5 separate regions of the Mus musculus genome follow, and all the other regions are linked to region 4. A link is a contact called in public HiChIP or PLAC-seq and promoter capture Hi-C data. All regions are on one chromosome and are shown on one strand. Each heading gives the region's core, a stretch centred on a gene start, on an enhancer-like site or on the middle of the called end of the contact. The rest is flanking DNA. Distances are from core to core; before and after follow the strand shown. Region 1 holds the start of Nuak2 (NUAK family, SNF1-like kinase, 2). Region 2 overlaps Tmcc2 (transmembrane and coiled-coil domains 2). Region 3 holds the start of Tmcc2 (transmembrane and coiled-coil domains 2). Region 4 holds the start of Slc45a3 (solute carrier family 45, member 3). Region 5 holds the start of Klhdc8a (kelch domain containing 8A).

Region 1 (5,873 bases), core at 1,281-3,780, 350 kb after region 4:
ACATAATACTTGTCACAGCACATTCAGACTATGGAGTTCAGGAGTTCAGGAATGGATACTTATTCCCGGTGACTGCACAGAAGGCTCATTTTCCACAAGAGTCTTTAAATCCTTGGTTCCCAACCTGTGGGTCATGACCTCTTTAGAATTGCAGGGCCTTTTCTCAGAAGTCACATATCAGAGAGCCCCCGTATCAGATATTTACATTACAATTCATAACAGTAGCAAAATTGCAGTTATGAAGTAGCAACAAAGATAATTTTATGGTTGGGAGGTCACGACAATACAAGGAATTGCATTAAAGGGTCAAGGGATTAGGAAGGTTGAGAATCATTGGGCTAAGTAGTTGGTGACTGGGTGCAAGGGTTAGAAGAAGTGCTTCCTCCTAAGACTAGAGCGTGAGGCAGACAAACTGAATGAGGGTGACTCAGCTCAGCTTAAACGTCCTAACAAATCCTCCAAAGAGCTAAGCCCAATCTTTAAGTCACTGAGCCACATCCCAGGTCCTCCCTACACAGAATGAAAGTTAGTTCTGGCACTTGGTTGTTCTAATCAGTAGTTCTGTAAACAATTGTTGTTAATTTATTTCATATGTACAGCCTTATGCCAGTATGCATTTCTGTGCAGAAGATACATGCTTGATGTCGTTGGAGATCAGAAGAGGGGGCCAGAACCCCTGGTACTGGAGTTATGGCTCTTTGTGGGTCATCTTGTGGGTGCCGGGGATGAAATCCTGGTCCTTTGGAAGATCAGTCAGTGCCCTTACCTGCTGAGCCATCTCTCAGTTCTCTCCATGGTTCTGATGGCTCACTCCTCTGCCTGCAGGTCTGTTTGTTTGCCTCCTGTGTCCATCCATCCATCTGGTCTGTATGAATCCACTGTGCACCTTTATCTGTTCAGCAGTGCCCTGGGTATTGGGGGTGTTTAGGAATAGTGATAAATGTCTAGATTGAGTCTTAAAGGAAACCTTGGGCTCCTCTGAAAAAAAGTCTTCATCTTATGAGGAAATGTTGATACAGCTAGCTAACAGACATGGGTCTTCTAGTAAGCTTTAAAAGCCCTATCTTTAGAAAGCAACCCCAAACTATCCTCCTCTCATCTTGGCTAGGGGCTCCCTCCTCTTTTCATGTCAGTCAGGTCTAGAACCCAGGTCTCCCATCCCTGAGCCTGCTCCTCTGACACATGCTTTTCATTGTCCTACTCTGCCTGGACAGACCCCAGGAACTGACAGACAGGGCGCACAGAGAGCAGACTGGTTGAGCCTTTTCTATTTTCACAGACTACTCAGAGTGGAGAGGCAAGCTGGCAGAAGATAGGGCACTAAACTAGCTATACAGTTTCCATGGACCGTCCGAACTTAGAGAAGGCTGATTCCCGGTGGATGGTCTCTGGCTACAGAGAGCTCCAAGACAAGGAGATACCAGTTATTCCCTCTGAAAAGATTCAAAGGGCAAACAGAAGTAGGAAAATGGGCAGAGAGTAGTTTTTTTTTTAATTTGATAATTGAGGACGTAGTCCTCTTTGATCCTCTGCCAAGTCCTAAAGATACAGCTAGAGATGAGGTCCTGCAGATGAGGGAGGGATGCCTGCCCGGAATAGCTAGAATTAGGGAAGTCCTCTTGTCCTGTACTCTTTCCCTATAGGCCAGTATCTGAATTCCAGGCTTTCTTGCCAGCTGTGTGGCAGAAGTAAACTCACTTTCTACATCGGAAAGGGGGGTCTGGACATAGCCTTCCAGGCCCCTTAAATGCAGCCAAATCTTATGCCCAACCTCCTGCTCTTTTGAAAAAAAAAAAAAATCCACTGGGAGGAAACCCTGGGACCAAGACACTCCTTACAGATTTAGGAGCTCGTGGATGTAAGTCCTTGGAATGTGATGTGCTTTTTTCACAATTTATGGAGATCCACAAGGCCACCACATCTTGAGGGAATCCACGCAACCCTACAAAGTAAGGATTTCCCAGGCCTGTTGGATTCCAGAATCCAATTAAGGTTGGTGGAATCCAAGCAGAGTGAACATGGAGTCAGGACAGCTCTCTACCAGTGCTTAGCTGGCGTCAGTCTCCAACCCATTCCATCTCCCTATTCACTTTCTCCTTTATGGACCTCAAGAAGTTATCAAAAGGCTTTTCAGATTTTGAGCTTGGAAGAAACAATTTACTGCATGTGGAGAAATACTTCGGGACTTTCTAGTGCCCTTAGATTGTCCCTTGCCAACCGAGAACACAGCACAATAGCACAAGGTTGGCGTCATTCAGAGACTAAAGCAATTCAGAGAGCCTTCAATCCTAAAGACTGGCACTTCGGTATTAATTCGGCTCTGCCTCCATTCTCGCATTCCTGGGCCTCGGGTCCAAGTGGGCGGGGCCCCATTCACACCTTTCCGCGCCTAGCCAAGGGGAGGAACGGGGCAGGAGAGGGTGAACCAATGCGAGAGGTTTTGGTCACGAGCCGCCGGCAAGTCGGCCAATGGGACGCAGGGGCGTGGTCAGGACATTCCCCCTCGAAACGTTTTATAGCAATTCGGAACGCGGGGCTTTCTAGCGTGCTCGGGTGCGGCTGTGACCTCTGAGCCCGCGGCTCAGCGCGCGCTGCTACTGCTGCCCGACCCACTCCACCTCGCGGTCCCCGCACCATGGAGTCGGTGGCCTTACTCCAGCGCCCGAGCCAGGCTCCCTCGGCCTCCGCCCTGGCCTCGGAGAGCGCCCGGCCGCTGGCGGACGGGCTCATCAAGTCGCCTAAACCTCTGATGAAGAAGCAGGCGGTGAAGCGGCACCATCACAAACACAACCTGCGGCACCGCTACGAGTTCCTGGAGACGCTGGGCAAGGGCACCTACGGGAAGGTGAAGAAGGCACGAGAGAGCTCGGGGCGTCTGGTGAGTGTCCCTCGCGGCTCCCGGCTCTCGGGAGCTCACAGCGCGTCCCTTGCGGTGTCCTCGGCTGCGTTGCCAGGCGCGCGCATTTTAGATGTGTCTGTCCGTGGTTTTCAGGACAGTGCTCATCTGTCCTGAACCTTAGCTTCACTAGATGCCTGTAGTTTGAGAAGACGGAGCTTAACTTGAATTTTGACGGGAACAAACGTCAACAGAGTAGAATGGAAGGAGGAAGTTGAAAGCACCAGTTCTTAGTAGATGGATGAGGTGTGGAGATCTTTAACTCTGACTTGACACTTTGGGGCCTTTCCAGCCGAAATGAAGCTAAGTTTGGTTGGGATAGGTTTTTATTCTGGGAAATGTAAAAGCAGGCCCAAATGTCAGGTCCACTCCCAGCACTCCAGCCACATCTTTGGATGTGAGGCCTTTGGGGAACTTGCCCTTTTGATTTACGCATGTGTAATCGTAATAATAATCCGTAACTCTGAGCAAGTTCCTCCATCTCTGTTTTCTGTTTCCCCTTCTGCAAAAATAGAGAGAACACAGCCTGTCTCACAAGCTGCTTGGAAAAAATAAGATATAAATGTGAATGCACTTGAGCCCTGATCACAGATCCTGTGTTGAGAATGAATACTCCTATCTGGAAACCTCCCCTTGGAAGGACAGCAAATTTACCAAAAGTTACACAACAATGTTTCTTCCACTCTAGTTCAGTGGGCCTGAGTATTAGCTGGCTACTTGTTTAAAATGTGCAGTCTCTCATTTTCCACCAAGGGAACTATTTTATAAAAGGTCTATAATTCACATTTTCGCAAGGCTCAGAGCAGGTGGTTTAGGGAGAACATTTGGCAGGTCCAGTGGATGCTGTTTGTAAGGGGGTGTGTATGTACAGCCATCATTTGCCCTATTGACTATGGGAATGGTCCCCTCCCCTAATTGTTTGCTTTTGCAGCCAGTAGCTGGTTTGAAATTCAAGAAGTCATTTCATTGGTGAAGGAGAGTGGATGTTGGAGAAAGGAGTGGATTATAACCCCATCAATAGGAGCAAGTATGTTTTTCCTGCTAAGGCCTGGCACAGTCCCCAGTTGCCCGCTGCCAGGTTACAGTTATTGGGCAATCGTGTACTTCCGGGCTTTCTTTTCTTTCTCTTTCTATAAAGTGCCAGGGCCTCAGAGGCTTAAGCCTTGAGACTTCAGGGCCCAGGCTTTGTCTGGGGGCTTAGCTAGGAAATAGTGGCTAATAGTGGCTTGTGTGCTATGTCGCTTGTTGTAGGAAGAGTGGATTGAGGGAGCTAGAGTGTCTGAGAAACTGAGATCAAAGTTCAGAGTTCACATCAGCTCTTGATTGACACACACACAGAGAAAGAGAGACAGAGAAAGACAGAGAGAGAGAGACAGAGAGAGATCACATTTGATTTTGAAGTGAAGTAAATCAATGACTCTTGCATCAGAACAGAGAAAATCAAAAGGAGCTCTCAGGTTCCCATGTCTTGCTGCATGCAAGGAGCCAAGATCAGCAAATGTGGAGATCCTGCTCTGAAACTCCCCAGCAGGACCACCCAGGATTGCTGTTAAGAGTTTGCTTAGCCCCCCCCCCCCCCTTTCTTGGAAAGCAGCTCTCCGCTGTGCTAATGATTTCTCAATCCTGGAGCAGTGCCCTCATCTCCACCCACCCACCCCTACATCTTAACTGCTTTCCCTAAAGAGACCTATACTTCTGATACTTCAGTGGGGGAGAAGGACATGGCGCTGCTTAGGCCTTGCCCTGAGGAGCTGGGGCTGTTGGTGGTTCCCAGGAAAGCCTCCTGCTGCCAGGAATTTCTCACCACATTTGCAGCTTGCTTCCCATTCTCCTTATAGAGATAGTTAAGCAGGGTCCCATGGGATTATCTGAAGGGAGGGACAGGTGTGTGTGTGGGGGGGGGGGGGGACACACGGACTAATGGCTGCTCCAGGAGGGCATCAGAGGAAAAACAAATATTTGCTCTGGATCTCAGACACATTCCTGGTATCGAAATGACATTTCCTCCTGTGAGTCTCCTAGCTCCCCTGACCAACCCCTAAAGAGAAAAACACATGCCCGGGTCTCACCGAAGCCATTGGTCTGATCTGCATGGATGACTCAGTCACCACTAAGGGGGCCAGAAGGGCACCCATGTGGGTAGTTCTGTGGGGTCACATTGCTTCTGTTCCTTTTACATTTCCAATTGCTCAGTGGGCTACAGAAGATTGAGAAACGACGGAGACAAGCTGCTTCCTTCATTGGCAGATGAGGGAACTGAGGCCCAGAGAGGGGAAGTGACTTGTCTTCTGGCTGGGCAATGGCAGACCTGCAGCAAAACCTCCAGACTTGTCCACCATAAGCTTTGGATGACCAAGTGCTGAGTCTTGGTCTGGAAGTTAATTTTGAGATGAGCCCGGGCTTGCCTCTGAGTGCTTTGTCATCCCATCGGCTAGCTCCAGCTGCCCTCCCAGCACTGCAGGCAATGTTTAGAGTGGGAGACGGCACTGGGAACCCCCATTCTTTGCTGAAGGATCCTGGGTGCAGGAACGATACTATATTCCTGCAAAGTGTCCAATTGTGCTTCCTATTGCTTGCCGGATGCGTTACCTCTCTAGAGTCCCCTCTGTGTAAAATGCAGATTATAATGTAGTGGGTTTCCCTAGGATTAAATAAAATAATATCTGTAAAATCCTAGCAGTGTCTCAGACACATGTGGCTTATTGTCCCAGTAAGGGTGACTTTGACCTAGGGAACTCTCTTACCCTGGTCCTCTCCTGCCTCAATAAGAAGCATGGACTGGGCTCAGTCTTCTTGAGTTGAATCACTATGGTCTCTGCTTTGTTCAAAGCCCTCATCTCTCATTCAGCCAACTTCAGAGAAGGACTCCGGTTGGCCAGCCGCCAAAGGCTTGTTGGGCAAGATGCTGCCCTCCCAGCTCCTCCTGCACCTGCCTGCTCAGCAGCAGGGAGGGAGGCTGCAGGCGACTCTTGTCCTT
Region 2 (5,522 bases), core at 1,180-3,679, 390 kb after region 4:
CCAGGTTCAGTTCCCAGCACCCAGCAAGTGGCTCACAACCACCTGTGATCCCAGTTCTGGGGGGAATCTAGTGCCCCTTCTGGCCTCCTCAGGAACTGCACACAGGAGGTGCATGTACAGACATGGTCGGGGAACATACTCATACTGATAAAATAAAAATAATTCTTTTTAAAAAGTGGTTTTCAATCATCATTATTAAGGAATTATCAGCAGAGCAGACAGACAGCCCACAGAATGGGAGACCATCTTTATCAGCCATACTTCAGACAGGGACTGACAGAATGTACGAAGAACTGCAGAAATTAAATACCAAGGAAATTAAACTGCCAATCAACAAATAGGCTAATTAAATGAGCAGACAGTTTTCAAGAGAAGAAACACAAAGAGCCAATAACTGTTTTTAAATGTGTTCAACATCTCTTATCGTCGGTGAAATGCAAATTAAAATTACTTTGAGATTGCTCCTCATCCCTGTCAGAATGCTGTCACCAAGAAATTTGATGAACATGTAAGAGGATGTGAGGAAAAAGGAGCCACTGACTCAAATCCAGCCTCTGGCTCCTCCCAGCCTGGGCTTTCCAGCAGTGAGGACCTGCCTGATGGTCCCAGACAACCCCATACCCCGGCATCCCAAATAAGCAGGATCCTGATCATGGGTCTCCCATGGGCTTTCCTCTCTCTGTGGTGGGATTCTTCCACACAGCACCTTATCCTATCTTGTCTGAGCCTCCAGGGCCTGATAACTCATTAGCTGTATCTGTGTCTCCCTCTCAAGTTCTCCAATTAAGATGAGAACTTAGAATCCCAGAGAAGTGATGTAATGATGTGTGTGTGGACACTGGGATATGTGCTTGTATAAGAGCAGTTTTGTATACATGCAGGTGATGGTGTGTGTGTGTCTGTGCAAAGGCTAGAAGGAGCATCAGATCCCCTGAAACTAGAATTACAGATAGCTGTGAGCTGCCACATGGGTCCTGGGAATCGATGGGTTCTCTGAAGAGTAACCAGCCTTCATAACCACTGTACTGACTCTGCAGCCCCTCAGCCTGCTTTCTTATATAACCCAGAACCATCAGCCCAGGCATAACTCTGCCCAGGAGCAACGCTACTGTCCATATCAATCACTAGTCAAGACGATGCCCACAGACGTGCTCACAGGCCAATCTGATGGAGGCAATTGCCTCCTCAATGAAAGTCTCCTCTTGTTTGATAACTCCAGCTTGTGTCAAGTTGACAAAACTAACCAGTACATGGTACATGCTTGGATGTTTGTGCTGGCGTTCTTGTGTGTGTGAAAGTGCCTATTTGCCTATGTATGTGTAACTACATGCATATGTGTACCTGTGCATACATGGCACATAGTTGTGTTCATATGTGTTTATACATTTGTGTATGTACGTATTATGTAAGTGCATGTTTCTGTGTCTGCACATGTGTGTGGACACATGTGAATGTATGTGTGTGCTTGCATGCACCATTGTGTGCCTGTATGCGTGTGTGCACATGTGTGCATGTGTTTGCATTTTCATAGATGTACATGTGTATCTATGCATATGCTTGTATGTATGTCTTCTTATGTCTATATGTGCACGTGTACACATTCTTTTGTGTGTGGTTGTGTCTCTGTGTTCATGCATACCCAGGTACGCAAAACCAGATTTCCGAGATTGAAATGAACCTAAGGCTAGGTTTAAGGTCATTTGCCTTATTGGGGGAAACCCTAAGAGCCACAGTGGGAAAAGTGGAAAAAAATCAGGACCACCCGTTAGCACCTTTCTCTTCAGCTGTGTCTCTCAGGACTGAGAAGGTGAGGGGGAAGATAGGTCAAAGTCGGCTGGTTGCAGCAGGTCTGTGATGGGAACTTCTTTCTGGAATGAATTCAATTAGTTATCCATCTCAAAGGAAGTTAAACTTTCTCTTCCTGCCTCCATCTTCTGAGTGTATGATAAATAGTCAGAGGACCACCTCCAAGTATAGCTCAAGACCTTTCCTGACACAGCTAGTGGCTTCTCAGCTGGGGGATTGATGTGAGGAAGTGGCCTTTCTGTAGCCAAGACAGGGTCTGGCCACCGCATTTACTGGCCTTTGGCTTCTATCCAGTGAGTTGAAATTCCCATAAGGGTAAGGAAAGAGGCAACCACGAAGCTTCAGATGAGATGCTTAACGGGGTACAGAGCCAGGATCCCCAAAGGCAGACTGGGGAAGAGCCTTGGGGTACTTTTGGAACAAGAGTCAACTTGATAAGTCCTTCCTGTAGGCAGGGATGTGGCAGAAGTGACCTTTTCAGCAGTGATGGGCCCAGGCCACTTCATCCAGACGGTCACTCGGCGAACTATGTCAGGGCTGGGTTGTCAGCGTGGGAGTGCTCTCCTGGAGGCTCTGTGTATAAGAGGGAGTGCTGCTGTCCCCACCCAGACTGCCCTTCTGGCTGCTTGGGTGACTCAGGACTTACCAACACGTCTGGATATGCTGTGCAAGCCCCACCTCCTCTCCTCCCTTGACACCATCCCAGCAGGTCTTGGGGCCCATGGCCTCTTCCCATGTTCATCTGAGAGTTGTCAATAAGCTTTCAAGCCACTTCACTCTGGCTGCTTCCTTGTCTAGCCCTGGTGGCAAATCAGAGTCCCTGTTGGAGTCCTAGATGGGTAGGAAATCTCCTGGAAATAGCTCCCGAGGGGGTCATTTTGGGGCACTGTGGGACCACACCCACTCCTGACACCTCTGTGCCTTGCCAAATCCTACTCGATGGGCAATGTAGACATCATTTCCTCTCAAGTGTAGGGGCTGACAGTCTTGACTCAAATCCACACACCTTGACTTTGGAACTCACTCTCTTTCCTAGACACCACACCTGCTAGAGGAGGGAGGGCCCCGCACAGATACATTTGCAGGGCTTTGATGTCGGCTCAGGACAGGTGGGTCTCATCTTCTAGGAAGCCAAGCTTCTGCTGATTAGACTGAGGGGAGAGACTTAGACAAATCAGCAGGCTCTTAGTCTGGAGGAAAAGGCTCCTGGGTCTTCAGGTCAGAGGTGTTGCCAGTGTCACCCTGTGTGTCTTTACAGAGTCCACCTCAGTTCCTCCAAGGAGTTCTGGACCTGCCACCCGGCGTTAGTGTTGAGGTGGAGTGGTCATTCTTTGGGTTATTTCTCTACGTTCCAGGGAGTGTGCCATCAAGTTTAGGCATGCGATGTCTCACATGTCTCCTGTTACCACACCTGTGTACCAGAGACACCATTCTTACTGGCCGATGTGAGACAACAGCTGGGTGCGACAGGTCTAAGGCTAGTGGCAGTGTTGACTTTGAGCCCAGATCCGGGATTGACTGCAGGGCCTGCCTCTGCAGGAGAGGTTAGCCTGCCTGAAAGATCTGGTTATAGCTCCCCTTCCTCTTCCCGTGGTCCCAGTGTCTCCTCCCTGCCCTCACTCGGCAGCACAGACAAATCAGCTGTACCCCACACTAGGCCTGGGCTGCCTTTTGGGTTTGCAGAGCTTGCACTTGCTGCAGCTTTGTGACCCAAGAGGTTATCGAGTGGGCTGGCTCTGCAGCTACCTGCCCAGGAGAGAGAAGGCACCAAGTCTTTTTATCTGCCCCCACCCAAAGAGACCCAGGTAGTGGGTGTCTACCAGTCTGACTAAGCTCTCTAGTACCCTGGGGGTGAGACCTGCACTTGTGGGATAGATGCTCTGGGAAGGGCCTGCCTCTAGGTCTTGTAGTCTGAAGGAGGCAGACTACGAGTGGTAACCCTGACTCAATGTCTCACTCTCTGGACCTCAGGGAAGAGAAAGAAGTGGGGGATAACTCACCCTTCTTAAAAAAAAAAGAGGGAACACAAACAGACACAAACAGGGGAGCCTCCCTGAGCCCCAGGATGGCAGGGTTCTGTTAGGTGTCCCATTGTCTCCTGGCTGAGGGAAGTAAGCCAGTGCTTTCTTTGACAAAGATGCAGCTTGGGGGCCTGCACCTCCCTTAGGCTGTTTGCTTTGCAGCCTCAGAACTGACCAAGAATGACCTCTGCTTCCTCCCTGCTCCCTTTCGGTGTGGGCCGCAGCTGGCAGTGGCATTCAGAGCCAATTCTGGGAAGGCATCTGACCTTGGAAGGAATGTAGGAAATGTCTAGCCAGGAGCAGCCACCCCCTACCTGTGGCCCAAGAATGTGGGCTCTGGGCCACCTGTGGCCCCCAAGAGAGGTGCACATAGACACGTGGTTGGAAAAGAAAGGGGGTACAAGATCCAAGACTGGAATAGCTGGAAGGCTGTCTGGCAACACTCCTACGTAACAGAGGGCAAACTCTTGTGGTGGCAGCACTGTGCCCTCTCCGGTCTCTGGGTCCCCTGGAGCCTGAGGCCACAGACGCAGCTGCAATGTTTGCTTGTCAGACTCACAGGGCCCTGGGATACCAGCACAGAATTGACATGCACAGTGGCCACCTCCAGCCTGCTTTCCCGATGGGGAAACTGAGGCCCAGAGAAAGGCTGGGAGTTAATTACAGGGCACTAGTTATGTGCTGAGACCAAAGGTTGTTTTTTTTTTTTTTTTTTTTTTTTTTGGTTTATTTTTGTTCTGCTTTATCATAGCTCCTCTTGCTGCCTTCTCCTGCAAAGGGCCTACTGCAAATATCCACAAAGGTCCTGCTGGGAAGTGCTTTGGGGCTGTTAGGGGTAGGTGCTACAACCACAGGGCAGGCACTAAGTGCTAGGCCTCCACACCATACTTGGAAAGCTGGTACTCCCTGCCTCAGCTGAACAAGTGTAACAAAGCCAAGCTAAAGCCAGTAGCCTTGTGAGGACTTCGTCTTGAGAGAGGTTTTGGAGCACGGACTCTGCTGACCCCTTGTGGCTACAACTGGTCACAGCATCTATGGGCGCTTCTCCATTTCCCTTCTGGGAAGTGCTCCAACAAAGCTGGGGCTGGATGGATTGATAGGCATATCATTTAAGTTGCTCAGAGCAAGGCAGGTGAGTGTGTGTGTGTGTGTGTGTGTGTGTGTGTGTGTGTGTGTGTGTGTGTTCCTCATTCAGTATGGAAGACAACATCTGGCCAGCAGATGATACCCAGAATGCTTCAGTGTGGGGAGAAATCCTGTGATTTTTCAGAGACAGTGTAATCAGCAGACCTCAGACAGGATGGTTTGAAAACATAAAGGATATTTATTTCTTAGGAAGGTCCACCACAGCTGGCAGGCACTGCTTCTCCTGCTTCATGGATTCCTCTCTCCTGTTCTAAGAAATCCCCACTGTGCTTGGAAAGGCCCTCGGGGAGGCTGGGCTGTGCAGAATCGAACACAACACTCCAGAGCCTTAAGGAAATGACAAATATCCTCTTCCTCACAAACACACATATAAAATAAATAGATATATATATATAAAAGAGGCCATGCCCCTCCTGCCCATTTGCTGGGACAGCTTGGGAGAGCGGGCTGCATGGCCACACGCCCCTTCTTCCAGCCAGGACACCAGAGGATACATGGTCTGGAGTATGATGAACCAAGAATAAGTCCTGGCTTCAAAAGGAGGATGGG
Region 3 (5,313 bases), core at 1,576-4,075, 430 kb after region 4:
TCTAGTATGCTCAAGACGCTGGTTATGATCTCAGGACATCCACCCCTACCCCAACCTCCACACAAAATAAGCCAAGAAATGCACATCGTGCAGTATGATCATCCTTGAAGGACCAGAGATAGCCGAAGCCCCTGACACTGCTGAGCATCACTAGCCGGGCATCATTCAGATCTCTAGCAAAGACCAGATTCTCCTCTTTCTCTCCTGCTATGGAGGTGCTTTAGACAGAGCTTTCCATGCCTTCGCTCCTTGCTCAACAATCAAGATGACTGTCTCCATTGACACACAATCAGTCCCCATGCCTGGAGCTGTCACAAGAAAATAGAAGTGGGACTAAGGGACTGAAAGTTCCTATCTCCAAGTTCAAAATGAAAGCAAAAGCAAGCCAGAGCTCCTGAACAGCATCAACTAAACACAGGCACGGGAAAGGCATTCCAGATTAAAAAGCAAACGCATTTCCTCTTGGTATCATTGTCAAATTCAGAACAAGTCAGCCCCCACCCAGTTCCAGAGACAATGATGAAATTTTTCCACTAAACTGTCAGCCATGGGAAACTTGTCCAGCACTGGAAAACAAGTTTAGCCACACTCCAATATCCCTTGTTCCTTTCTTCAGAAAAGTTAAGTGACATGTCACATTTTGGTAGCCCTGAGTCACATCTGGTAGAGAGGTCTCTGTCCTGCAGTAAACATGTTGTGATGAGACAGACAGAGATAAACAGGCAAGTGCTCTGTGAGTCTCCCCGTGCTTGCATAAGCTTGGATCCACACTGCCTGGGCTATATAGAAGTGTGTGTGTGTGTGTGTGTGTGTGTGTGTGTGTGTGTGTAAGGGTCCTCAATTCTCAATTCCTCCTCAGGACGGCTCAGCGGTTAACATATTGTAGTCAAGTGCAGTGCTATCGCTCTATCTGCCCCTGTTCAAAATGAATGTCATCAAAAAAGATGACACAGGAGGGTACAGACAAGGAGCCTTGGGCAGCTTTATAGACACAGAAACTACAGCCCCCTTAGCACAGCCAGCAGAGGGAGGTCGAAAGGTCACCCCCTGTTCCTCTCGGCAGCATTAAAGGGACTTACCATCTCAGTTAAAACAAAAAACATGTCACTTGGGGGAGGGAGTGACACTTCTTGGAGCCTGAGGGAATCACAAGCTTTGTGAAGAAAGCCTAGGTGTTCAACTAGTCCATCATTACACATAAGGTGGGTGGAAAGAGGTCAGGTTTGCAAAACTTCCACAAAAATTTAAAAGTCCCACAAGGAGTGAGTGGGCTCTCTTCCCCAAGGGACAACACACACACACACACACACACACACACACATAAAGCACACATGCACTCACCTGGCTTCCTGACTTTGAGCTGCTCAGACCAAAGAAGGAATGTCATTAGCTTATTCTAGTGAGCTCCTCCGGGGCCCACAGCCATTTGGACAAGGCTTTAACCTAACGGGAGGCCTTTCTGCTCCCCTATCCCAGACCCTGCACCCTTTCCGGAGAAAATTTCCAAGGCATCAATCCCCAAGGCATTTAAGTTCCTTCCGGGAGCTGACATCTCTCTCAGCCCAGTTGTGAGCTGGCCTAAGGAGCCTGAGCTGGCAGTCCCGATGGTAACTCCAGCAAAGGCGCATTATTTATCCTGGCTGCTGCTGTAATTGATACAGAGATGTATTCAATACAGCTCGCCAATAGTCTGGAAGACCTCGGGCTGGAAAATAAACAGCTCCATGTGAACGGTCCTTTCCAATTCTGGTTCTAGCTGCCGGCTCAGCATGTGTGCAACTTGAACCGAGGCCCCAATCAGCCCAGGCTCTGCCCTGCCACCTGTCAGTTCTCCACCCTGGGGGTTGGTTCAGGAGGCAGAGAGGGATCTCCAAGCACTAGCTTAACCTCTGGCTCCACCTAACGGCAAGACATCTACACCCCCCTTTCATAGATGGACAAACTGAGCTTCGTTCAGGAAGATGCTCAAAAAAAAAAAAAAAAAAAAAAATCCGCACTCGGAGGAGGCTAATTGGCATAGGAAGGTAACGGTCACCTATTTAGCTTCCCAAGCTACAATCTTCTTCTCTAGCCTTCCTACAGAAGGGAGAGTACTGTGAACTTTCTAAGTTAGCATCTTAGATCTCGCCAGCCCTTTGTCTGCAAAATAGGGTTTCACACACGTTCTTCAAACAATCTCAGATGAGTGAGTCATTAGAACGTTTGCTGAATAATGAAGAACACAGAGGACTGAGATGGAGCTGATAGACAGGAACAAATGGTGCCTAGCTTCCCCCTCCGAACCTAGCCGAACATCATTCATCCTCTCTGACCTTTGCGAGCTTCCCCATCACTTTTATTCGGTTAAGACACTTCTGCGAGGGGTGGGGGAAGCTACGTGGCGGGCTGGGCTTGCCTGGAGACGGTCTGCGCTCACCTTTAAATCAGGAGGCTTGCTTCGGGGACCCGGGTTGGGTGCCACCGCAGCGCCAGCATCTGAAGTTGGCCCGCCAGCGGAGTTAGCACTCGAGGCCTCCCCATGCCGGAGGTCCGCGCCTGGCAGAAGGCAAGCAGCGTCTTCCATCCCAGCCCCATCCTCCTCGCCCTGCTGTTGCTGCAGCTCGTCCGATTTGCACCTCTTCATGGTGTAAGTGGGTCGGCAAGGGGAATCTGTCCTTCTAGCGTGCTATCTTGGGGAGAGACCGCACCCCCCTCTTGCACTCAAAAGACCTGGGGTTTAAATTATGGACGAGGGGAGTAGGCAGATCACGAGTTCTTGAATTTAAGAAATTATCTTTTTAAAGGAGGATGAGGGAGGGGCGAAGAGGGGGAGCCTTAGGATAGTTCATTCCGACCTGGGGAGCGGAGGCAGGTCGCGGGCGAAGCCGGGCTGCAGCGGTCCTTAGGCAGTCACTGGCGCGGGAGGGGGGCCGCTCCCGACCCCCAAACTTTCTGCCTCAGGGCCCCGCAGGGCGGCGGGGAGCTGGACCACACCGCGCATCCCCGCCCGCAGGCCGGACTGCTGGGCCAGGCAGGGCACGCGGGAGCCGGCCGGGCGGGTCCCATAGGGCCGCCCTGGGCACCCGGCCCCGCCGCCGCCCGCCGCCCGCCGCCGCCCCGCATGGGCCTGCCTCCTCCCGCCCCGCGCCCCGCTCCTCGTCAGCAGCCGCGCAAGGCTGCGGCCACAGCCCGCCGCGAGCGCGGCCTACCCCGCCCGGGCCTCCGCCCGCCAGCGCCAGGGCGAGGCGAGCGCAGATGGCGCCGCCCGCCAATGGGAAGGCCGGAGGGCTGCGCAACGGCGCGCGGACACCGCTGTAGGCTTGGTTGCACCGCGCGTCCCCCGGGAGGGTCTGGAGGGCTGAGGCTGTGTTGGAGCTCAGCTCTGTGCCGGCTTTGGAGCCACCTCTCCCAGGCTAGGCCTTCACGATCACCCCGCCCATTCGCTTTGTTGGGGGACACATTAAGTGTTTATCATCACTCCCCTAACTCTGCACCTTATATTATATGCATCCCTTCAGTTAGAGACAAGCTAGTCCCTTCTAGAATAGGTGGTTTGGGTCGCAAACCCATGCCTACCTTCATAGCTACAAAAGCAAAGGAGAGGGACTGTTCTGCTACATCCCCTCTTTCTCTGTTTTAAATACACATCTCATAAGAACGCAGGCTTTATGTTTAGAAACTCAGTGCCCAAATACATGCTCACCAGAAGCAGCTTTTTAAAAGGAATGGGTATTAATGGTAGGTATTAATGATATGTACTGAAGACTGGAAAAAGAATGTTACATTTGCCCCATACTATTGCTAAGCAGTTTGGAAGATGAGAGCAGATGGAGCTACCAAAAAATGGAGAGTAGTAGTATTCTACTCTATTAATTCCTATTCGTTCTGCAAACTGTATGCCTTCTTTGGCATGGATGGGTTGCCCTTATTCAGCATCCAGTAGTTCTTAAGGCATAGACTGGACCCTGCATCATCACCATCGTAGTCATCATCATCATCACCACCACCAGGGAACCAGACAGAAATACGAATTCCTGGATACAACTAAATCAGAAGTCATGGACCCAAAGATCCATGTTTCACAAGCCCGTCGGGTAATTCTCACACAAGGTAACATCTGAGAAACACAGGCCTGGGCTACTGTAAAAGGCTGCGCCTCCCCCTGTGAGTCACAGAGCTTTCTCTGAAGGATTTTACAGTTTGCCAGTCTCTTTCACACTCACCAAACCCTTCTTGCCTCACTTCGGTCCCACTAGTCTGTGAGTTTCCTAACTCTGTTAAGCCTTTCCCCCATTCCAGTCCCTTATTTTGATGTGTATCCTAAAAGAGACCAAGTTGTTAAGAATTTACTCTATTCAGGGAGCCACTTTCTAAACTAAGCTGCTCTGTTTTTAGAAGATGGGAATTTAGAATGGGCTGGGAATGCAAAAACACTCTACCTCCCCACCCCATATCCACTACACGGTATCAGGCACAGTTTGGGAATGCAAAGCTATAAGCCTTTTGGATTTTCAATGTTGAGGAATGGCAGAGTGCCAGAGCCAGAGCAGATCGTGGGCAGGGACTAGACAAGCTGGGGGGGGGGCGTGGAGAGCAGATTCCCTCGGTACATGGTACAAAGGAGAGAAACACACTGCTCTCTGCCTGGGCTGAGAGAGGAACGTGTAGAGGCCCCTAAAGCATGAGCAAGTCTTGGGTGGCAATGGGTTTGGAACACACAGTGGGCCCTTCTTGACTCCAAGCTAAAGAAGAGCAGAAGGGGTTCTTCGAGAATCCTTCAAGAATGGGGCTGGAGATATGGCTCAGCAGTTAAGAGCACTGGGCTCTCCTCCAGAGGTCCTGGGTTCGAAATAGCAGTGCCCAAATAGCAGCTAACAACTTCCGTCCCAGGGAACCTAACATTTTCTCTGACCACTTCTTCCAGGCTGCCTGAGCATTAAACATCAGGCACACACGTGGTGCATAGTCATACATGTGGGCAAAGCACTTGTACATATGAAAATACAGTAAATAAATTCATAACAGAAAATTAAATAACCCCTAGGAAGCAGAAAACATCATAATTTTTACTTATGCTTCATTTCTATAACAAATCGATGATCATCCAAGTTTGATTTTGAGGCAGTGCTTCACTATGAATAGCTCAGGGTAGCCTCTAAATTGTAATCTCCCTGAATCAGCCTCTGAGGGTTGAAATTAGAAGCATCTGGCTTAGGTTTGATTTTTAAAATAGTATTATGTATTTATTATGTCTGTGTTAGCCAGGGTTCTCAAGAGTCATAGAACTTGTGGAATGTTCTTAAGGGAATGTAGTGGAATGACTTACAGTCTACA
Region 4 (5,922 bases), core at 3,080-5,579:
CACACATGAACGAGAGCATGCGCACGTGCATGCTCAAACACACACACACACACACACACACACACGATAAACAAACAAGCAAATAAATGAATGCATGCTTATTAAGATGGGCTTGGAGGAAAAGAGAGAGTCTCAAATTCAAGGCTAGCCTGAGCAATACAGTAAGTTTTTGTTTCAAAAAACAAAAAAACAATCAAAACTCAACACACTCACACACAATAAATAAACATTAAAACAAAACAAAAACCCCAGGCATGGCAGTACATGACTGTAATCCCAGAGCTGGTAGGCAGAGAGACAGGAGGCTCCTGGGGCTTTCACTGACCAGAGAGCCCAGTCAATTGATGAACTCCAGATTCAGTGAGACTGGTCTCAAAAGAGTAAGGTAAGAAAGACAGTCAGCCTCTGGGCTCCTGATGAATACCTGTAATGTATCCCACCACAGGAACACACACACACTAATTCAAGAGCACCCATAACACACACTCACACACTCACAATCTTTTTTTTTTTTTTCTTTTTGAGACAGGATTTCTCTATGTATCCCTAAGTGTCCTCGAATATGCTATGTAAATGAACCTGGCCTTGAACTCACAGGGATCTACCTGTCTTTGCCTCCCAAGTGCTAGGATTAAAGCCATGCACTGCCAGGTCCAGCTCCTTAAGAACAAAACAACTTAGAGAAACTGAAAAGTCCCTGTTGTCCCTGTCAAACACACACACACACACACACCCCAAACACCACCAACAAAAAATAAGTCTCCTGAACAAACATAAAACAAAACCCAGTATTCACCTTTTTGGCTACATCTTTTAAAAAAATTCATTTCCTTGAAAATATAACTTTAAAATCATTTTTTAAAAACATTGAACTAATTCTAGACAAAGATGACACTGAATTCCTGTCCACTGGACCAGTTTCCCACAGTAAATGACCAAAACTGAGAAATTAATACTGGGGTGCTATTTGCTTAAACAGGATCTTATTCTGAGTGCCCTTTCCATTTCAAGGTCCAATCCTATTACGTGAGTAAATGACAAATCTCTATCTTGTGCATGCTATTTTGTAACCACCTCTTCTCACTTGACAACACATCACAAACATTTTCCCAGTCACAGTTATCCAGTTTTTCCTCCCTTGGCTCAGATGGAACTCAGGACCATACTAAACACATCTTCTGTCACTGACCTATACCTCTGCTCCTTAGTGTTTTGAGATAAGATCTTACTATTGTAGCCCAGGCTAGCTCAAATGCAGGCTCCTCTTGCTTTTGCCTCTGGAATGCTGTGATTACAGTCACCCACTACCGGTCTGTCATCATTGTTATTGGTAGCAGAACATTTCATTGTGTGGACTTGCCATAATCTGTAGAACCAGGGTCTTGTTATTCTATACTTTGTTCCTAGCCTTTTCCTACTATGAAGAATAATGAGACGAACTTATCTTGCATGCTTCTGAAACACACATCTCTGGCTATTTTGTTGTAAGAAAACTCCCAAGAACCCAAGGGGTCCATTCTTTCCTCCAATTTGCGAGCATGGATTTGACTCTGTTGCAGGTACTTCTGATTCAAGAGACTGCTCACTCTCCCCCTAAGGCAGGCAGGAGAAGCGGCAAAGACATAGTGAAATGACCATAGTCTTTGGATTATCCAGTTGGGGAGAAGAGAGAAGAACATCAAAGGAACTGTATGTCCTTCCTGGCTTCTCAGCCTTCTCAGCAAACCCTACCACTCTCAGCTAGGTATCTCATCTTCCTAGAAAGGAGGCTGCTCGCTCTGAGCCCAAGGATAATGGGGAGAAGATGGGGAGGGGGTGGGGCAGAAGCTGCTAATGCATTTTGCCAGCATCTTTGGTTTCTCCAATATCCAGCCAGACTATTAGCAGTTCCCCAAGGATGGCCTTCCTCCTCACATCATCCCCCATTTCCTATAAATGGGAAGTGGCTAGGGAGTAGGGTTTTAGTATGTGTGTGCACATGTGAGCAATGGGGGAGGGAGAAGACAGGAAGGAAAGGGGTCATGATGGTTTTCCTATAGCTGACTTAGTGGAGAATTGAGAAGTTATTCACACAGGCCCGCCCCAGCGTGGTGGGGAGGAACACAGGTGTGATGAATTCCTCTGAGCTCTGAAGTTACAATCACAGCTAGATGACAGACTCCTCGTTTCTGCAGGAGACTGTGACTGGGGACTTGGGAGAAAGGAATTAAACTGAGAAATTACCTTGGTTTCTGTAAGGTCCGGATTGTCCTAAGCATTTAGAAACAGTTCCTGGCATACTGGTTAACTAGTATCTGCAGAAGGGGAAGGGATTTTAGAACAGGCCCCAGCAGTAAATGCTTGGGAAGAAAGTACCTTTTGTTGTTCAGATGGCAGGTTTCTAGGGGATGGTCTTGGATCTCTGGAGTCCTTCCCCCCTCTTCACTGTGTCTTGTCACCCAGTAGAATACATACAGTCCTCTAGCAAGGAACAAGAAAAGGACAACCAAGAGGACACTCAGTCCTCTGAGGTGGGACAACACTCTTGCTCCCACTGCTCTCACAAGCCTGGAAAATACCACTGTCCACTCTCTAGGCTCTGTAATTTTCCACCTGACCTGGCATTCCCCATGACTCCTGCCCCTTTTTCCTGGGGCAAAGGGGACACTGGCTCCCTCGGAGTCACCAGAACTCCACCCTGGGCTCTCTACTGGTTACAGATAAGTATGTTAAAAATGTTGGAAAGCCAAGATCCCAGTTAGGATGAATGTTCTTGTGCTCCCAAGGAGGCTATGCCCAGAAGGTTTTCACATTTAATGTAATGACTCGGAATGCAGACTCTTAACATTTTGTTCTCTGTTTCCCCCTGTACATATGCTCTCTTCCCCACTAGCCCATTTCTTGCTTTCCCTTTGACGTCTCTCTTTTTCTTCTATCCTTATCCTCCTACCTGGGGGTGCCTTTGGGGGGACAGCTGACTAGCTGCCTCGAACAGAACCCAGAAGATGGGAAGGACTTGCCCCCACGGTGCACAAGGGTTAACACTGGGTTAACACTGCAATCCAGGCCGGGGCGTTGGTGGGACACGCCTTTAATCCCAGCACTGGGGAGGCAGAGGCAGGCGGATTTCTGAGTTCGAGGCCAGCCTGGTCTACGAGTGAGTTCCAGGACAGCCAGGGCTATACAGAGAAACCCTGTCTCGAAAAAACCAAAACAAAAAAACAAAAACAAACAAACAAAACACTGCAATCCAGCACCATAGTGGCCAGTTCCCATCTAAGGCCATCCAGGTCCTCCATGTCAAAAGCATTTCCTGGGATTCTGTAGTGCAGATGGTCCCAGGACCCTATGGATACCCGATCCACCCCAGGGTCTCAAGACAGCATGCTGTAGTATTTGTACATAAACTTGCACATATCTTCTTGTGGACTTCTTCTCACTGAGACATCACACACATTTGATACGATGTAAATGCTCATATATGTAAGCTCTGGCTATATGTATCTTGCTCAGAGAATAAGAACAAAGGGGAAAATGTCTGTTTATATTCATACCGAGATGATGAAAACAACCCTTAGCCCAATATATAATATTCATCAACAACACATTTCCCTCTGATATTTTTATGATTACTTAGTCTCGTGCACCAAAAATATCTGCAGAAATGTCTAGCCTGTGGTATTGAGGTCAACAAGTCGCCTAAGTGAATGTCTCTCCACCTTAGACAATTCCATGGATGAAAGAGACACAATAAAGTCCCCACCCCCACCCCGGGATCAGCCTACGATTGCAACGCTCCCACCTGCACCCGCTTCCTGCCAGTCCAGGCATTTTGGAAACTTTGACTGGGAACATTTTGGTGGCAATTTATCACCTCTCCTTCCTTATACGCAACCACAAGTAAAAGAAGAAAAAAGAAGTGGGAGTTTTGTCTTTGAGTTGCAGAAAGAGGCACTGAGTTAGCTTTCTGAGAGCAAGGAAAAGTAGCTCTCAGAATGTGGCCGATCCTTTGAAGGCGTGGTCCAGTGCGGGTGGGTCGCAGTTGTGCCTGGACAGCAGGATGTCCAGAATGGCACGCGCGGGCAATGGTCGAGGAGCAGAGGGGAGGTACCCCGTGGAGCTGGGTAGTTTTTACCTAAATGTTTTGGTGGCAAGCGGCAGAGGGGGCGGTGCACGGCCCTAGGTAATGACAGGGCAGTCTAGGAGCCACGCGGGGGCTGCCCGTCCGGTCGCGACCAGAAAGGAGACTGCTTTTCCACCTCCCGCTTTCTTCCCTTGGGGACCGGCCCCACCCCTCCATCCCCTCCCAGCACCCCCCCACCTCCGACCCGCCTTGCCCCGCCCCCCTCCTGGCAGCCCCAGCGCGCATGCTCTCTCCCCCCACTGAGTAACCTGGAGATTTAAAAGGCGCCCGCTGGCGCGCGTTGGTGAAGCAGGGGTCCGAGCTCGCACGCGCCAGCCCCAGGTGACAGCCGCACGCCGGGCCAGGTAGGGGAGGGGCTGGTCCCGGCGGGAAAGGTGCGCGCGGGTGGCCGTGCTCGGCGGTGGCTTTCAGCACCCCGCGGGATGGGGCCGCTCCGTGGCGTCCCGGCCCTGCGCGAGCGGAGGCTCGCGGGGAGGGCGCGGCCCCTGGTGACCGGGTGCCTAGGGCGGGCGCCCGCTCGCGTCCGCGCTGAGTGCGCTTCCTCCCGGAGCGCTGTGCTGTGGTGCCCGCTGTCCCGGGCCGCGCGCGGAGGGCGGGATCGGAGCCGCGGAGTCCCGGGCCAGGCCGACGGAAGGCCGGCCGCCCCTGCTGCAGCCTCCCGCCGCAGAGTTTTCTTTGGAAAGTTGCGTTTATTTCTTCCCTTGTCTGGGCTGCGCCCGAAAGGGGCAGATGAGTCACCGCGGCGCGCACGGTCCACACTTAGGGAAGCCCTGGGAGGTCCTTCAACCGGGAGCCTTGGTCGGAGACAGAAGGGGACCCAGCTCTCTTGACCCTAGAATTGGAGCAAGGCTTTGGTGGAGTTGAGGCTGGGATAATGAGTGTAAGTGTACGTGTGCGATCCTGCGCCTTCCTTCTCTGCCTCCGTTACCCACCTGCGGAGAGTAAAAGCAGCTCCGGCTGTGGCTGCTGTGTCCCGAGGCTCAGGTGGGGATGGGGAGTACTCTACAGAGCGAGAAAGCGCTCGGCGGGCGGCAGCACGCCCGGTGGAGAAACTCCAGGAGCTTTGCAGGCTCAGCTCTTCCTTAGTCTCCGCTTCCTGACAGGGAACCCTGTGACTGCTCTGTCCCTTGCCCTCCGACTCAGCCCCCTCCTTCATGACACACACTTGACTCGTCCAAGGCCACGGAGAACTCGGTGCTTCCTCTTTCCCTAGGAGTATGAATTGTAGGTAGGAAGAGTTTGGCCCGGTGGGTATCTGGTGAGAACTTGATGCTCAGCTGTGACAGACCCAATCCTAGCTGGCTAGGTTGAATTTTGAATAGCCCAGCTAGGGCTTTGCAGACGGGCACGGAGTAGATGCAGCTTAGAATGACTGGCTGGGCTTCTGGAAGCTTTTCTCAGGAGGGTGAAACTGTTAAGGTTTCTAGCCTCTGTTTCCTACGCGTGAAGCACAATCCCTTTCCCAGAGTGTGAAGCCTCGGTGTGGGCCCACGTGCCTAAGGCATGGGGAACAGGTTGACATATGGAGCTGGGAAGAGAAGGGCCCAGGAGCTAGATGCTGGACAGAAAGCTGAGGAACCACACAGAACACTGTGTCCCAGGGAGTAAGTGGGACAGGATCTGAACCCTCTGGCCTTTCTGTTGGACCCAGTTCATCCTCTCATTCCTCCCTTATCTCCCGCCTGCCCCAGCTCCAGGGCTGGCCTGGAAGCAAGACTGTACTAAAACCAAAAGTGCCCAGAAAAGTTTGACTCACTGGCTGAGTCTAAAGATAATAGTACAGCTGTGGACATGCAGGC
Region 5 (5,714 bases), core at 1,650-4,149, 340 kb after region 4:
TAGGTTACAAGCTGCTTTAATGTGCCTCAATGTAAAGACTAAAGGAAGTTACCTGGCTGTGAGGAGAGAGCGGTGGGGGAAGGAGAGAGGAAAAGAAATAAGCCAAACTTCCAGAATTAGCGACTGGGCATAGCCCGGAAGCAAACCGACTTTTCCTACTTTTCCAAGGCTGAGTCTCTCCACCCCTGTGGTCTGCACAGAGTAAAGCCTATGGATGCAAGCCCTGAGCTGGAACAGGGCCTGTTCAGGGCTGAATGCTGGCATCTCCCTAGGTGAGACACTCAGCAATTAGTGGGATCCCTTTGGGCTCTGGGCGCCTTCCCTTGCTGCAGTTGGACAAAAGACCAGAGGCCTCAGGAGAACAGAAACATCTCAGCCTCCTTACTAATACATAATTTGTTCATTTGTCATTGGGAGTCTTCAACCCTGAGTCCTTGGAATGAGTTGCCAGCTCTAAGTGAGGCACTCTCCGAGTGTCAGACTCCTCTGTGAGACACAGATGCTCACAGATGCCTGGCAGTGTCCCCACAGTGGAAGATTATGAGAGACTGGAGTTGCAAGGGCTGGGCTCTGGGAACTCTGCCCACCCGCTGGGAGGGGTGGGAGAAGTTACTTGCTTGGTTTTGCTGCTTCAGTGAAGGCTCCTAGCAAGTGAGGCTGAAGACAGATAGATCCCAACAAACCCATTTGAGAAGACTGTGGCTTCCATTCATCCCGCTCACCACTAGCTGGAGCTGAGAAACTGAGTCAGCCCCAGGTCAGGGTCCATCCCATATTCCTTCGGGAAAGACAGCTTCCTAAGAAGGTTGTGAGGGATCCGCCAGAGAAGGCTACTCAGACATGGCTTTGAGCTCAGAGAAAGTCTTCACTAGCCAGCGGGCAAGTCCACTTAGTGTTCAGGACCTGAGCATAGTCCTGAGCCTTTTCCAGGGTGAATTTATAAGCACAAAAAACCATATCCCGAGTTGTCGTGCCTCATATAGCAAGAGCTGGAAGCAGAAGTACAGAAGGTAAAATCCAAGGTTAGTACATTTAGGGACTTCCCCAGAACTATGGACTTTGATGGATTAGGTCTTTGTTCTTGTTTTGGCAGGGTGCTGTCTTCCTGCTGGGTTCCAAGGCCTGAATGGAACTTCTATCATGGCCTCAGTTGTGCTAAGGTCTGGGGCCTATTACAAGAACAGGAATGGTAGGTATTGTCTGTGAAACGTCATTAGTTTAGACTACACTCTTAGAATGTGTGAGTTCTTATTGAACAGGGAGAAGAGAACACAGCCTTCTGTGGTTGATCTAGGTGCTGATTTTGCAAATACAAGAATCTAAGCTTTAAAAATAAGTAGAATTGTTAGGTCAAGAGCGCAAGATATTAAGATCGGCCTGTTTTAAGTTAGGGCTGCTATTTCTCCCAGAATTCACAGTCTCAGTGTGAGTGTTGGGAAGAATGTCCCAGGCCCTGGTTCTGTGTTAGAAGGTAAGGTGATAAGCATCACACTTGATAAACAGTCCCTACATCACCTCACTCAGCCTTCACAAACCTTACAACCACGGAACATTACAAAGAAATAAAGGGGAAAAAATCTGATGAAGAGTCATACACTTTTAATCCCAGCATTTAGGAGGCAAAGGCAGGTGGATTTCTGTGAGAGACCCTTCCTCAATAAATGGGAAGCTGGGGGGTGGGGTGGGGAGGAGAATTGGAGGCTATAGCAGGGAGATTGTGAGTTCCAGGCATACTGAGGAAAACAAAGAGGGGGTGAAGGGAGGGAGAGAGAGAGAGAGAGAGAGAGAGAGAGCTATTGATTCTTTCAACAATGATACTCCAGGAGTGAGCTCCATTCCCAGCCCCTTGTACAACGTGGCTGAAATGACAAGGCTTCAGACATGGGCTGTCAGGGGCTGGGGATCATAGAGTCCTCCTACCAGATATCAAAAGGTGACGTGGGAGCCCTGTAATGAAAATATACTCTGTTTATGGCATTGTCCTATAGCTTGGTGGGATTTTAATACTGGGAAAAACCGGATAAAGAATACTCCTTTCTTACAACCACATGTGACTCTATAGTTTATCACAAATAAAAGTTTAGTGCCTAGCGTGTGCACATCTCTGAGATCCATCCCCAACAGTGAGAGGAAATGCATACCAACATATAAGCACGTGAGTATGTGTATGTGTGTGTGTGTGTGCGCGCACACACACACACACACACACACACACTCACTCACAGACTCAGAGTAGAAACTGAAGCTAAGTTTTCCAGAGCAAACATTTGAACAGCAGTCTGTCAGGTTCCCGAGCTTGAGCCTTTCTGAATGGAAGGAAGCCAGAGAGGAGGACCCCGTGGGCTTGGGGAGACACTGCTAGGTGGTCCGGTATATCATGGGTACTTGAATTACTGGGTACTACAGTTCTGAAGGGTCTGTTGCTGGGTGGTTTGAGAGACCATCCACCCAGTCCTGCAGTTGCTGCTAAGGGCCGGGATTTGTTAATCAGGTTTGCACACTACAGATGCACAAGGGTTTGGAAGGTGAGGTCCTCCCAGCTTGTCTATTGGTGTGTTCAGCTGTGGTTTCCCTGTCTGTGACTTTATTTGAGGCTTTGTGGACGTCTCCACTTAGGAGGGAAAGAAGATTCTGTGTGAATTACATGCACACGAGTGAGAATTGTTAGATCGGCAGATCCCTGCCACATCTGTGCCTCCTAACTGGCTTCTGAGGTTAGACCATGTGAGCATACCTCCCCCCAAACAAAGCCAGCCTGTCACGAACTGGGTCTGTGTACTGTAGACAAACCGGGTAATTGGCCTCTCCGCCTCCTCACCCAAAACAAACACTCGCAAACGCCCGCCCCCACGCTGGCAGGATCTGCCTGTCATCTGGGCACCCGGCTCCTGCTCCGGCTGTCTCCGACCCTGTAGACACTGCAGGCCCTGCCCTCGCTCGCCCTGGTCGCCCGGGGCTGACGCACAGGCCACAGCCTCCGCCTCGGGGCGCGTGGGCTCCTGCCCAGGTGTGGAAGCTGCGGGGAGGCGGTGCGGGGAACCCGCGTCCTCCGGCCGGAGCTCGGCTTCTGGCGACCGCTCTCCTGCGCGGGTGACGGCGGCGTGCGGGCTGGGAAGGGCAGGGAGCGCTGTCCTCCGCTCCGCGGCTGCCAGGCGGACCGTGAAAGCTTCGCGCGGCTGTAGGCGCCGCCCGGGAGCTAGTGCTGGGCGAGCGCGGCGCCCACGCGCGGTGGGGTGGGCTCCGAGCTCCGGGGGACCGGGCGGGGGCGGGGCGCATCCTGCAAAGTTGACCAAGGGTGAGCTACCGCCGGCGCCCTGCTGCCCTAGATTCGCCAGGTTCTTTCCGCGGAGCCAGGCGTGGACGTCGCTGCCCCGCTGACACCCAAGGGACCCGGAGAAGCCAGCGGGCGTCGGCAGGGAGCCCGTGCAGCGCGAGATGGAGGCTGAGAGAGGGGACGCGCCGACCGGCGCCGTGTAGCCCGCGGGCCCCGGGGCTGGACCTTGCCCGGACGCTGTGGGGGCGCTCGAGCAGGGCCCTCCCCCGGGCTGCCATGGAAGTGCCCAATGTCAAGGACTTTCAGTGGAAGCGCCTTGCTCCACTGCCTAGCCGCCGGGTCTATTGCTCACTGCTGGAGACTGGGGGGCAGGTCTATGCCATCGGGGGATGTGATGACAATGGCGTCCCTATGGACTGCTTCGAGGTCTACTCCCCCGAGGCCGACCAGTGGACCTCCCTGCCCTCCCTGCCCACAGCCCGGGCCGGGGTAGCGATCACTGCCCTAGGAAAGCGGATTATGGTGATCGGGGGTGTGGGCACCAATCAACTGCCTGTGAAGGTCGTGGAAATGTACAACATCGATGAGGGCAAGTGGAAGAAGAGAAGCGTCTTGCGCGAGGCTGCCATGGGCATTTCTGTCACAGCCAAAGGCAAGTGGGGCCAGGGTTGAGGGTGGGCATTAGGGAAGAAAGTAAAGGGTCACGGGGGACACGGGTGTAAGGCAACATGATTTGGGTGGCCAATACACATTCCCTATAACATTCGAGCCTTACATTAAGCACTAAAACTAGAGACCCACTGCCCTTACTTTACAGATTGGAAAGGGACACTGAGCAGGTGAAATGTCTAGGAATTCCATCTGATGCCAGGAGTCAGCTCCAGCAAGCTGGGCAGGCCACTGCAGAGGGAGAGCCAAGGTGTGAGCCACGGGGTTATCTGCAATGACTCTGCAGACCCTGGCATTCAGCCGAATGACCACATTTGCCCTTGGCCGCCTGTCCCCTCCCCCAAACCTACCTGTGTAGGTCCCTGAGGATGCTCACCCCATCCTTCTACCATTACCAGGCCCCCAAGGAGGCTTTGAGACCTGATCCCAGGATCTTCGTTTACTTCTGACTGCAGTTTCAGACTTACTGAGTGGGGGTCAGAATGTCCCAAAAGCTTGTTTCATGTTGCATTATTATCCAGGTTCTCTTGCTTGCATGTGGTTTTAAAATTCTCACTTTCTCAAAGCCTTCATTTCACTCTTCTTGGGCCTAATACAGTCTGTGATGTCGAGGGGATCCAACTGCAGTTTTGCTAAACACACAAAGTTTTGTGAGAATGGGAGTTAAGAGACCCCAAGTTCATATACAGTTGCCTCCACACCGTAGGCTCGGTGGGGTGACCTTTCGCTTTCCCATCCGTCCCTGTCTCTTTTACTATTATACCCCAGCTGACTGGCTAACACACGGCCAGATCAGAAAACAGCTTTTCTTAAGCATCTGGTTTGCCCCTGGAACAGTCTTAGACCCTGGGAAGGAAGGAAAAGGGTAGAAAATTTGGGCTCTGAGCATGATTGTGGAGAAGCTGGGGCCCAGAACCCCCTCAAGCAGGGTAGACAATAGGGTTTCTGTGACCTGCCTGTCAAGAGGGTGAAAAGCCAGGCCTGGTGCTGAAGGCTTGTAATCCTAGCTACTCTGGAGGCTGAGGCAGAGAGTGGCAAATTCAAGACTTCCCTGGCAGTAGAGTTTAGTGGTGCATACCTTTCATTCCAGTACTTGGGAGGCAGAAGCAGGCGAATCTCAGAGGCTAGCCTGGACTACAAAGTTCTAGGATAGCCAAGACTACACAGAGAAACTCTGCCTTGAAAAAACAAAGCAAAGCAAAACAAAACCAAAAACTTGCCTCTGCTAGAGCAGAAGGCTTATGAGATCAAGCTACATAGTAAGACCCGACATAGTGAGACCTTATTTTTTTTTTTTTTTAAGAAAAAATTAAGGCCTAGACACCCCTGGGCACACTGAGAATAATGAGTATAGACCACACCCCATCTCTAGCTTCAATAAATTATGCTGTAAGTTAAGAATTAAGGCTTCCCATTTGGTGCTTTGTCCCTTTGGACTTTCAACATGTCCAATGAGATAAGTGCTGCTTTCATTCTTATTTTAGAAGCAGCAGCATGAAGCCCAGAAAGGTTAATTCTCTGAGGTTAAATAGATAGTAAGTAATGACCATGCCTGTGCTCCATAAAGCCAAATGCGCTCGACGGTTAGGCTGGAAGATGTTTAATGCCGGCTGCTTGTGCTGGTTTCGTAGATGAACAGATTCTCAATCTGCAGTGTATTGGGAGAAACATATCAAACTGGTATCAGTTACATGTGACTAGAGAGCAATGGTGATGCCATCACTTGGGAGGCACCCAGCCAAGTCCTCTGGGCCCCACTTTGAAGCTCAGA

What was found. Promoter capture Hi-C pulls out the DNA fragments that hold promoters and counts their contacts. HiChIP or PLAC-seq counts read pairs in DNA pulled down with a chosen protein or histone mark.
Region 1: a contact with region 4 is called in a promoter capture Hi-C map of liver, with 3 times the contacts expected there. The contact joins the promoter of Nuak2 here to the promoter of Slc45a3 in region 4. A contact is called at or near these places in 4 of 39 promoter capture datasets (embryonic stem cells, hippocampal neurons and liver), 1 of 15 datasets of contacts at CTCF or cohesin (large pre-B cells), 2 of 484 Hi-C or Micro-C datasets (B cells and bone marrow-derived macrophages), 5 of 115 datasets of contacts at active chromatin or transcription factors (acute myeloid leukemia, embryonic stem cells, large pre-B cells and 2 more) and 1 of 9 other capture datasets (embryonic stem cells).
Region 2: a FOXA1 HiChIP or PLAC-seq map of pancreatic cancer cells shows a contact between it and region 4. The contact joins the enhancer-like site here to the promoter of Slc45a3 in region 4. A contact is called at or near these places in 3 of 39 promoter capture datasets (the C10 cell line, embryonic stem cells and pre-B cells), 3 of 484 Hi-C or Micro-C datasets (cerebellum, cortical neurons and large pre-B cells), 2 of 115 datasets of contacts at active chromatin or transcription factors (embryonic stem cells and pancreatic cancer cells) and 1 of 9 other capture datasets (adipose tissue).
Region 3: a contact with region 4 is called in a promoter capture Hi-C map of pre-B cells, with 3 times the contacts expected there. The contact joins the promoter of Tmcc2 here to the promoter of Slc45a3 in region 4. A contact is called at or near these places in 2 of 39 promoter capture datasets (cranial neural crest and pre-B cells) and 2 of 9 other capture datasets (adipose tissue and macrophages).
Region 5: a promoter capture Hi-C map of liver shows a contact between it and region 4, with 3 times the contacts expected there. The contact joins the promoter of Klhdc8a here to the promoter of Slc45a3 in region 4. A contact is called at or near these places in 6 of 39 promoter capture datasets (cranial neural crest, hippocampal neurons, liver and 2 more), 1 of 15 datasets of contacts at CTCF or cohesin (large pre-B cells), 3 of 484 Hi-C or Micro-C datasets (B cells, bone marrow-derived macrophages and liver), 2 of 115 datasets of contacts at active chromatin or transcription factors (embryonic stem cells and pancreatic cancer cells) and 1 of 9 other capture datasets (embryonic stem cells).

What each region holds. Positions count from the first base shown.
Region 1 is chr1:132,313,595-132,319,467 of GRCm38.p6, forward strand. It overlaps Nuak2 (NUAK family, SNF1-like kinase, 2), which reads left to right and starts at 2,531. Exons shown (of 7, transcript NM_028778.4): 1 at 2,531-2,878. The coding sequence starts at 2,636.
Region 2 is chr1:132,351,187-132,356,708 of GRCm38.p6, forward strand. It overlaps Tmcc2 (transmembrane and coiled-coil domains 2), which reads right to left. Exons shown (of 5, transcript NM_178874.3): 5 at 5,129-5,522. F730311O21Rik (a long non-coding RNA gene) reads left to right here. Exons shown (of 4, transcript XR_878527.2): 4 at 1-258. Among named protein-coding and RNA genes, the nearest start is that of F730311O21Rik, 12 kb to the left of the region's middle. Within about 2 kb of position 2,430, at least 60 of the 459 cell types and tissues checked have an H3K27ac peak or open chromatin away from gene starts, as enhancers often do. A contact at or near this core is called in pancreatic cancer cells, where this site is marked.
Region 3 is chr1:132,388,561-132,393,873 of GRCm38.p6, forward strand. Tmcc2 (transmembrane and coiled-coil domains 2) reads right to left here and starts at 2,826. Exons shown (of 5, transcript NM_178874.3): 1 at 2,417-2,826. The coding sequence starts at 2,623.
Region 4 is chr1:131,958,586-131,964,507 of GRCm38.p6, forward strand. It overlaps Slc45a3 (solute carrier family 45, member 3), which reads left to right and starts at 4,330. Exons shown (of 5, transcript NM_001177628.2): 1 at 4,330-4,467.
Region 5 is chr1:132,295,727-132,301,440 of GRCm38.p6, forward strand. It overlaps Klhdc8a (kelch domain containing 8A), which reads left to right and starts at 2,900. Exons shown (of 5, transcript NM_144810.5): 1 at 2,900-3,926. The coding sequence starts at 3,551. It overlaps Gm51645 (a long non-coding RNA gene), which reads left to right. Exons shown (of 4, transcript XR_003947998.1): 4 at 1,094-1,655.